3 separate regions of the Sus scrofa genome follow, and all the other regions are linked to region 2. A link is a contact called in public promoter capture Hi-C data. All regions are on one chromosome and are shown on one strand. The core of a region is the stretch at or near the end of the contact, and the rest is flanking DNA. Distances in the headings are between cores, read along the strand shown. Region 1 holds the start of ATP6V0D2 (V-type proton ATPase subunit d 2). Region 2 holds the start of CA3 (carbonic anhydrase 3). Region 3 has its middle 130 kb from the start of ATP6V0D2.

Region 1 (3,200 bases), core at 295-2,794, 490 kb before region 2:
CACCTGCAGCACATGGAAGTTCCCAGGCTGAGGGTTGAATTGGAGCTACAGCCGCCAGCCACAGCCACAGCCACAGCAACATGGGATCCGAGCCGAATCTGCTACCTGCACCACAGCTCACAGCAATGCCGGATCCCTGACAAACTGAGCGAGGCCAGGGATCGAACCTGAATCCTCATGCAATAGTAGTCAGATTTTTTTCCACTGCGCCACAATGAGAACTCCCATGCCAATGTCTCTTGATTTTTTTTCTTAAGCTTTATTTAAAAAAAAACCTCAAATATACATACTCTCATACTAATAGATACTGAGAAATGAGATAGAATAAAATTCTCTAGACCAAGGTTTTGGGGGTTTCTTAACTATAGCTCATTGGACAGTTTGGTAAAATCATTCTCCAAATAATATTTATAAATAATATGTACAATGAAAATATATAGTATTCAAAGGACACTAAATATATTAAAATATAGTTAAGATATTTAAAATTTATATAACGTGCTTCTTTATTAAGACATGAAATATCAAGGAGGAGTGCAAATCTAGTATAATTTTGTAATAGTGAAAATATAAATGATATTTCAAGGTATCTGCAAGAACTGTATAAGGATATGAACATACTGCCTTTTATTGGTGACAAAAGTTTTAACTACTGTGATTTGTTGCTTGCAGTCATAAAAGGAAATGCTAAATTTCACTTAGGGAATAACGAAAATAGAGATGTAATTTTTTTTTTTTTTTTTTTTTTTTTTTTTTTTTTTGCTCTTCCAAGTTCATGTAGCCCTGAAGTCTTGGCCTTGAGAATAAGAGCCTACCCAGAACTCTCAGGCCTTGAGACTAAAGCCCCCAATCTAGCTTCCAGCAGGCAGCATCAGTCGTCCATCCCCCCCCCCCCCCCCCCCCCCGCCCCCGCTTCCCCACCCCACACACCTTTTTTTTAAGGTGAAAAGGGTAGCACTTACCTTCCAGAGTCTCACACTGGACCAGGTTGATGTAGTCCTGCTGGGTCAGGAGGCCAGCTTTGCACCCTCGCACCAAGCCCTCCAGGTAGCCATGGTCCACATTGAAGTACAGCTCAGCGCCCTCAAACATGGAGGAAGCAATCACTGCCCACCTAGGCTGAAACAGCTCTGTGTCCTGACCAGCCCTGAAGACGTGCACCAGCCTGGAGAAAAGTACTTAGCTCTTGCCAGGAGTTATTGGGAAGTGATCTCTCAGCTGATAGTCAGGGTTTTCATGACTAGTTTCCTCCGCTTTCAGTGGCTTTCAACACCATGAGCTCAGTCCTGTTTTTACCTCAACAGTGAATCAGCTAGATAACCTTAGTGAACCCAGGAACCAAACCCCTGCTATGAGGCGGGGGAGGAGGTCAGGTGAGGGCGGGTCAGGGCTCTGCTCCTTCCCTACCAGAGCAACTAGCGCCTTCCCAGCTTCGCTACTAGAACCCCTGCTACAACTGAACATTTTGTAAACTTTTCTTCCCATGTAAGCTTCTGAGGTTTCCATTGTAAATGACATTAGTTTTAAACATCTTGAGAACTATTAAAAAGAAAGGAAGGGCTTTAAAAAATTAACTTAATGTAAATAGATCAAAGGCAAGTAGGCAGTTTGGAGATCCTGGAGAAGCTAGTTCAGCAGCATGGGGTGTTTGTAAAACAAAAGGCCAGGAATGCCTTAACCTGGCCAAAGCCTGGTACCTGCTTCTCTCCCCACCCCCAGTCTAGGCGCAGAGACCAGAAAACAGTCCTGGGAGCAGGTACACAGTCTTGTGATTCTATAGTAATAAGCCACTACCTTTGAAAAATACTAATATGATAGTATTACCCACATTCCAAATAAGGAACCAGCTCTCAGAAGCCCTGAGGCAGCTCAGAATGCAGTTTATTTAAGCCAGGACTTAATTGTTGTTTCATGCGCCAAAAAAGAGTGTTAGTTTTCCTCTATGCTTAGCTCAAAAATTCTATCAAATATAGAGTTCCCTGGTGGCCTAGCAGTTGAGGATTTGGCATTTTCACTGCTGTGGCTCTGGTCACTACTGTGACATGGGTTCATTTCCTGGTCTGGGAACTTCTGTATATGACAGATCCTGATCACAATTTCACATATGTAGTATTTCACTTTCACATATGTTGTGCCAAATTCTTAACTGAAAGGTCAGAAATTCGCCAGTCTCTTCTCAATATTTCCAAACTGAAAGAAGCTCGGTATGATTGAGTCAATGTAAATTCTGTTTTAGTTGTTGGAAATCACAGAGAACCAAACAGTGTAGAGCTTTGAACGTATTCAATAAACAGAAGTTATTATTTTCTTTTTCATTATCCAACCCTCCCCCCAACATACTCAAACTCAAAACTCAAATTCAGACTCAAAACTTGACCTCAAAACTCAAAGCATACTCAAACTCACACACACCCAAACTCCCTGGGTATGTTTTAGATTGAATTATATATGAATTTACCACTTTGGTAAATTAAAAAAATGATCGTGGAAGTTCACATGTGATGCAGCGGGTTAAGGACCCAGCATTGCTGCAGCTGTGGCATAGGTTGCAATTGTGGCTTGGGTTTGATTCCTGGCCTAGTAATTTCCACATGCAAAAAAAAAAAAAAAAAAAAAAAAAAAAAAAAAAAAAAAAAAGTTGCATAACAGCAATTTTATATAGTTCAATTTGATACAAACTTACAATCAAATAAATAAATTATTAAAACAAAGACATCATTTCCTAATTACTTTTATTTATGCACTTGAGGTAATTTATACCTCTTGTATGTATATGGTAGATATTCTGTCTAAAAGGGTACATGCAACTCTGGGTTTCATGATGTCCCAATGGTAGCTTAGAGGGGACCATAGTGGGAGTTTTCCACCATGAAAAGAGGCAAAAGCTACAAATTAGGGTTTGATTTGTTGCTGGTTATTGTTCAGAATTAAAATAGTGATGAAAGAGTTCCCACTGTGGCAGGATCGGCAGCATCTCTGCAGCACCAGCAAATGGTTTGATCCCCAGCCTGGCACAGTGGGTTAAAAGAACTAGTATTGCTGAAGCTGTCAAGTAGTTTGCAACTGCAGCTCAAATCTGATCCTAGCCTGGGAAATCCATATGCCTCAGAGCAGCCAAGAAAAAAAAAAGTGATGCAGAAAATGCCATTAATGGAAATTAAAATTAAAAGTGTGTGGTATCTATAGTTACATTGTGAATT
Region 2 (2,748 bases), core at 185-2,684:
GAAGACATTACCCACTTGGTGTCTTTGCTGTGTTCCTTGCTTTGTAGAATGGAATCTGTGCCATGTGTGGGAATGGTGGTCTTACTCTCCGAGCCATGGTTAAGAAGCAAAAAACCTCTCAGGTTTAGACTATCAGTGCCTCAAGAAAACTCATTTGGACCCACTACCAGCACCTCACTATGCACTGCCAGCTTTTACCTTTGCTCCATTTTGCAGGAGCAAAGTGGCCAAGGTTAGAAAGTGAGACATTCCCCTCCAATGTATAAACATAATTCTTCAGGACTACAGCATATTCAAATGTCGTTTCCATTTTCAGAGAAGAGCCCCCTCTTCCTACTAATTCTGTCGTTGTGCCATAAATCACATTTTGCCAATATGGTCCATGTGTCTCTATTTAAGTGTCATACTTACTTGACCTGTCATAAGTATCATCAAATACAACCCTGCAGGTCTTCCCATTGTTCAGGATGGTCTTGGCAGAGCCAGGGTCATAAGATGCTGTCCAGGGCAGCAGAGAAGGGTCATGCTTGATGTCCTTAGTGTGCAGTTCAATGGGCGATTGGTTGTCTCCCTTGGCAATTGGGTAAAGTTCATGCCAGTGGTCAGGACCTAGAAAATGAAATTGAGGGGATTTACTTATTTGGTGGTGCAATCCAAGCCTTCTTTCTAATTGACTAAACCAGTAAAATACACAGGGGTTGGACAATGATTGCGGAAAGATCCTGGATTTCAGATTAGGCAACCCAAGGCTCACAGTTTAAGACCTTTTCATAACTTTGTTAATAGTGTACCTGGAGACTGTATTTAACTCTGTTTATTTCCTCTACTTGCTCAAGAAGATAGCTTCAAAGGCTTATTTTTGAAATGGACTTCATCACATGTTTTACTAATGTCCTCTTCTATCCTAGAGCTGGAATAAAATAACACCGACCCCAAATGGATTTCAGAGCACACCCATGTTCTTTTCCCATGGGTAGGCAGGAGCTGCAGGCAGAGCTGCTTATATCATCACCTGGCTCAGAGAGGTTAAGTGCTTGCCCAGGATCAGGGAGAAGGGGACAGTCAGAACTGGACCTCAGAGGTCTGACTTCTCAGTCAGAAGCTCTGTGACCTGGACAAGGTACCCAGCCTCTCTGTGCTTTGGTTTCCCCCAATGGGAGTAATAACAGCTTCACACTGGGGAGAACTAAGTGAGATAAAGGTAAAAGGGGTCAGCAGCGTTTGGCACTTTGTAAGTGCTCAGTGAACATTAGTTTCCTTCGACTCCGCCTCCCCCATTTTTCAATGCACTCTCTAGAGTTGCCCCCTTTTTGAACAGCACCATCTCAAGCTCACCATTGTGGTCGGCGTAGCCCCACTCCTTGGCCATGGTCGTCTTCGTGGGCACTGGACGGCTGCTGCTTTCTCTTCCACGCCGTGCACTGTCCCCGCGAACCCACACCTTTTATATAGGTTCCCCCCACACACTTGCATGGCCTTATTAGGTCAGCGAGGGTGGGGCGGGGGGCTAAACAGGATTGGGGTGGTATTTGGGAGGCGGGGTGGGGGAAGCCAATGAATTCCAAGAGCTGCACAGCTGTCGGGGTGGGGGCACTTGGGCGGAGCCCCCCCCCCTCCTTCCCTGCAGGCGCCGCTCTTGGCTCTTCTATCCCTCCCTCCAGCGTCCTAAAGCTGCAGAGCTTTCCAACCACCGGCGCCAACGTGCAGAAATGCAGGCGACTTTCGCCTCCTCCTCCCTCAGTCCCTCCTCCACGCAGTTTTTTTTTTTGGGGGGGGGGGGCAGGGGGAATAGGGTGGGGTAGTCGTGTCTAGCGTCCAACTAAAAGCTGCACTCAGGCGGCGCTTGCAGCAGCTCTTAGAAGTTGCTTTTAGTGCAGGCTGGCGGTCTGGCTGCGGTCTCTGGATGCTTCTGCGGGTTTATTTCGCTCCAGCGATCCGGTTACCGTGGCTGGAAAGAATACGTTTGTTTGCCTGACCCATGTTTGACTCCTTTGCAGGCAACTTGTAAAATCTTAGGAGCAAAGGATGGGACAAAAGAGGCCGGAGGGCTGGTTTTCTTAATTCCTTTATCTTTAAGAGACTTGAAGATGCAGGGTGCCTTGAACCACACCAAGCGGCATTCCCCAATTTAAGCGGGTCCCTTTGGTCTGCAGGACGCCAGGGCTGGGTCATGGGAATATGGAAGAGGTCTGGATCCAGGTTACCATAGAGCAGGAGTTTGGAACTGATTTACCAACTCTGTGGGCTGTACCTCTCCTCAGGAAAAATCGATAATGTTCTGGAGTGTTGGAAAGCCAGGCACCTAAAGTGAGTCATACCGTTTAAAACGTATGACTTCATTTTCCAAGACATAATGAAAGATTGAAAGGAAAAAAAGAGGAAAAGCTTTCCAGAATTGCTTTGTATTCTGATCTAGCACTCCCAAGTTGTCTCATGATACAGTGACCCACGCAAAAGTAGACTTGAACTGGCATATCCAGTGTGCACGTGGTAAAAACACGTTTTTAAATGTCTGGTTATAGTTCACATTGAAGGAGAAATGCAAGATATTTACATTTTAAGAGTATATTGCAAAAATTTTTCTTCAATTAAAAAAAAAAGTAAAGGCAGCAAGAAGAGATCAGCCTAATTTCAATGATATTTTGAATAAGGTTGTAGTATACATTTTTAAAATTACTTTGACTTTTCTTGATGCTAAGATTCTGTATTTGGAGATTACAAAACTTGAAAAGGAAATCTCTCATCATG
Region 3 (2,875 bases), core at 117-2,616, 360 kb before region 2:
TCCATTAGCTGTCTTCCCTTCTAAGGTTGAGATAAAACGTTTTTTTTTTTTTGCTTTTCAGGGCCCCACTCACAGCACATGGAAGTTCCCAGGCTAGGGGTCAAAGTGGAGCTGCAGTTGCCAGCCTACACTACAGCCAAAACAACACAGGATCTGAGCCATGTCTATAACCTACACCACAGCTCACAGCAATGCTGGATCTTTAACCCACTGAGTGAGGCCAGGGATTGAACATACATCCTCATGGATACTAGTTGGATATATTTCTACTGCACCACAACGGGAACTCCATTTTTTTTTAGTACTTTAAATCTCCTTTCTCCTTCATTTTTGGTAATGAAAAGTATATTTCTTGCCCTTTTTTCCTAATTGTAATACAAATGATGGACAGTATTTTGAGTTAAAAAACTTATTTCTTGATAAATATCATAGATTTCCTCCACACTATAATCTCTGGACATAATTGATATCATTGCTATTATCATAAAAATGTAAGGACATTGTCACAAATGACAGTGCTGTACAAATCATCTAAAGCAAAATTTTTTCTCCTTTCAGAAATTCTACCTCTGAGAGTTTTTCCACATAAGATACAAGAGGAATTTGTTTTCGCTGGTTCCTCTTAATCATCAATAGCAAGATTATACTTATATGGGTATAATACTCAGTAATACCTGTACTAGTAATGTAATTTAGATGATATTTGGTAATTTATTTAGGTTTACAGAGCATCATTTAAATTTATTATCTAATTTAGTTTTCAAAAGGTATTATTCCCTCTTTTGACACATAAGCAAACTGAAGCTTGGGGAAGTGAAGGGAATTTGCTAAAGACGTACAGATGACAAGTAGCAAAGCCAAATGCAGGAGTATTTTGTCCACATCTCATGTGTACCATATTAGGGTTTGCAGAATAAATATAATACATGTTTTTGCCTTTAGGGAACTTGCTGTTTAGTTGGGAAAAATATTGATGCCATGAAAATAACTTGCATGGATGGCAGATGGATCATTGTCTTGGGACCAGAGGACTTTTGCAGCTCATAAAAACCTGTTTCTTTTAACTGAATAAAATTATATGTAAAGTGTAAAACAGAAAATCTTTTCACTGACAAAGGTGTTGTCACAGACATCTGTTGTCTGAGGATCTCAGAGACAATTTGAAATAAAGCTAGATTTACCTCCACATAAATGTTTATCAGCCAATTATCATGTCTTCCAACATCCATGCAATGTACAGCATAGATACACAGGGGAAGCCTGGTTGTGTCCTTAAGAAATGAACCCAGTTTTACATCCGGACCTGTGGCAGGACCAGCAGCATGACGCATGTCAGGCCTGTTGATTGAACAAGCTGCTCCAAGTGACCTCAGGCTCCGTCCTCTATAAAACTAGGAGGTTAATATTCAGCTGTGCTGTTAACTGGGGCATAAAAGTAGGGACAAGATTTGCAATCTGTTAATGTTTTCTTAAGCTCTTGTTAAGTAAGAGCTAAATCCACCATAAATGGGAGCAATATAAATTAAGCTGCTGTAATTAGCAGTCCAAATGTGTACCTTTGCAAAAGGTTATCTTTAATGCCTTTTTTTTTATTAACATAATCATGTGTTTTGGATAATCATAGCCATGGGGAAAAACTGGGAAATACAAAAGTCCTATTTCTCAGTCACACAGAAAGGAGTGGACTCCACAGCAAAGTATGGAAAATAATAGAGAAGACATCTATACATCTACCAAACCAGATTTAACAAATATTACCATATTTTCTTCAAATTAGTATTGGTAAAGAAATAAAGTGTTTAATGTAGCTGAGAAAAAAAAAAGAAAGAAAAAGGAAGAAAGAAAGAAAGAAAGAAAGAAAGAAAGAAAGAAAGAAAGAAAGAAAGAAAAAGAAATTAGTGTATTACAAATGAGCCACAACATAATTTGTTACAATAGTGTTGGGTAGTTAAGATATTTGGAGGGAGGAGACAGACCATTTAAAAGTAAGTTTTAGTATCTTGCTCTTTAAGGAGATGGTGTATGTAAGGCATACCCACAGTTTGGCACATAGGAGCTGTTCAAACACATGCTAGCGCTTATGAAGTTAGTGTTTGGGATAATCAGAGAATGTAGATCCTCTATCATTGTGTCCAGAGCCTTTCTTGCCCTTTTTTTTTTTTCTTTTTATAGCCACAGCTGAGGCATATGAAAGTTCCCAGGCTAGGGGTTCAATTGGAGCTGCAGTGGAGGCCTATGCCATAGCCATGGCAACACTGGATCCCAGCCACATCTGCAGCTTACACCACAGCTTGTGGTGACACTGCATCTTAACCCACTGAACAAGGCCAGGGATGGAACTTGCATCCTCATGGATGCTATGTTGTGTTCTTAACCCACAAAGCCACAATGGAAACTCCTTAAGCTTTAATATAGCTCTTACCTCACTGATGCCAATGCTGTTGACTTGACTGGTCTCACTCCTCAGGCTTGGAGCTTTCTTAGAATGAGGGTTTATCTTTCTCTCCCTGGCAACTGCTGCATCTCCTAGCAGACACTAGGTACTAAATAAGTATCTGTTAAAGTAATGCCTCTAGCCCAATGTTTCTCTGTTCAGTATTTCATATAGATGATCTGATTTTAGCTAATCAGAGTCAAAATTGAATCTCTCTAGATCAGAACATCATCTCTTACCTGTTCTCTCAGCAGCCTACCATACCAATCTCACCATCTCTCTTCTGCTTCACCCACCTTCTCACCTGTTATCATTCGTTCAGTTCTCATGATGGTGTCAGCAGACCTTTATAAAACAGAATCTGATTCTTTTGCTCAAGAAGTTTTGGTGCTTTCCCATGCCCACTGGGATAAATACATAACTCTTTTTAATGAAGTGCAA

The links. Promoter capture Hi-C pulls out the DNA fragments that hold promoters and counts their contacts.
Region 1: a promoter capture Hi-C map of liver shows a contact between it and region 2, with 5 times the contacts expected there. The contact joins the promoter of ATP6V0D2 here to the promoter of CA3 in region 2. A contact is called at or near these places in 3 of 5 promoter capture datasets (fetal liver and liver), 2 of 47 Hi-C or Micro-C datasets (brain and embryonic fibroblasts) and 1 of 2 datasets of contacts at active chromatin or transcription factors (skeletal muscle).
Region 3: a promoter capture Hi-C map of liver shows a contact between it and region 2, with 7 times the contacts expected there. The contact joins the enhancer-like site here to the promoter of CA3 in region 2. A contact is called at or near these places in 2 of 5 promoter capture datasets (fetal skeletal muscle and liver), 6 of 47 Hi-C or Micro-C datasets (embryonic fibroblasts, fetal heart ventricle, fibroblasts and 3 more) and 1 of 2 datasets of contacts at active chromatin or transcription factors (skeletal muscle).

What each region holds. Positions count from the first base shown.
Region 1 is chr4:50,747,829-50,751,028 of Sscrofa11.1, forward strand. It overlaps ATP6V0D2 (V-type proton ATPase subunit d 2), which reads right to left and starts at 1,545. Exons shown (of 8, transcript XM_003125581.4): 1 at 963-1,545. The coding sequence starts at 1,092.
Region 2 is chr4:51,236,427-51,239,174 of Sscrofa11.1, forward strand. CA3 (carbonic anhydrase 3) reads right to left here and starts at 1,435. Exons shown (of 7, transcript NM_001008688.1): 1 at 1,336-1,435; 2 at 412-609. The coding sequence starts at 1,369.
Region 3 is chr4:50,881,440-50,884,314 of Sscrofa11.1, forward strand. No RefSeq gene overlaps it. Among named protein-coding and RNA genes, the nearest start is that of ATP6V0D2, 130 kb to the left of the region's middle. Within about 2 kb of position 1,367, at least 3 of the 83 cell types and tissues checked have an H3K27ac peak or open chromatin away from gene starts, as enhancers often do. A contact at or near this core is called in liver, where this site is marked.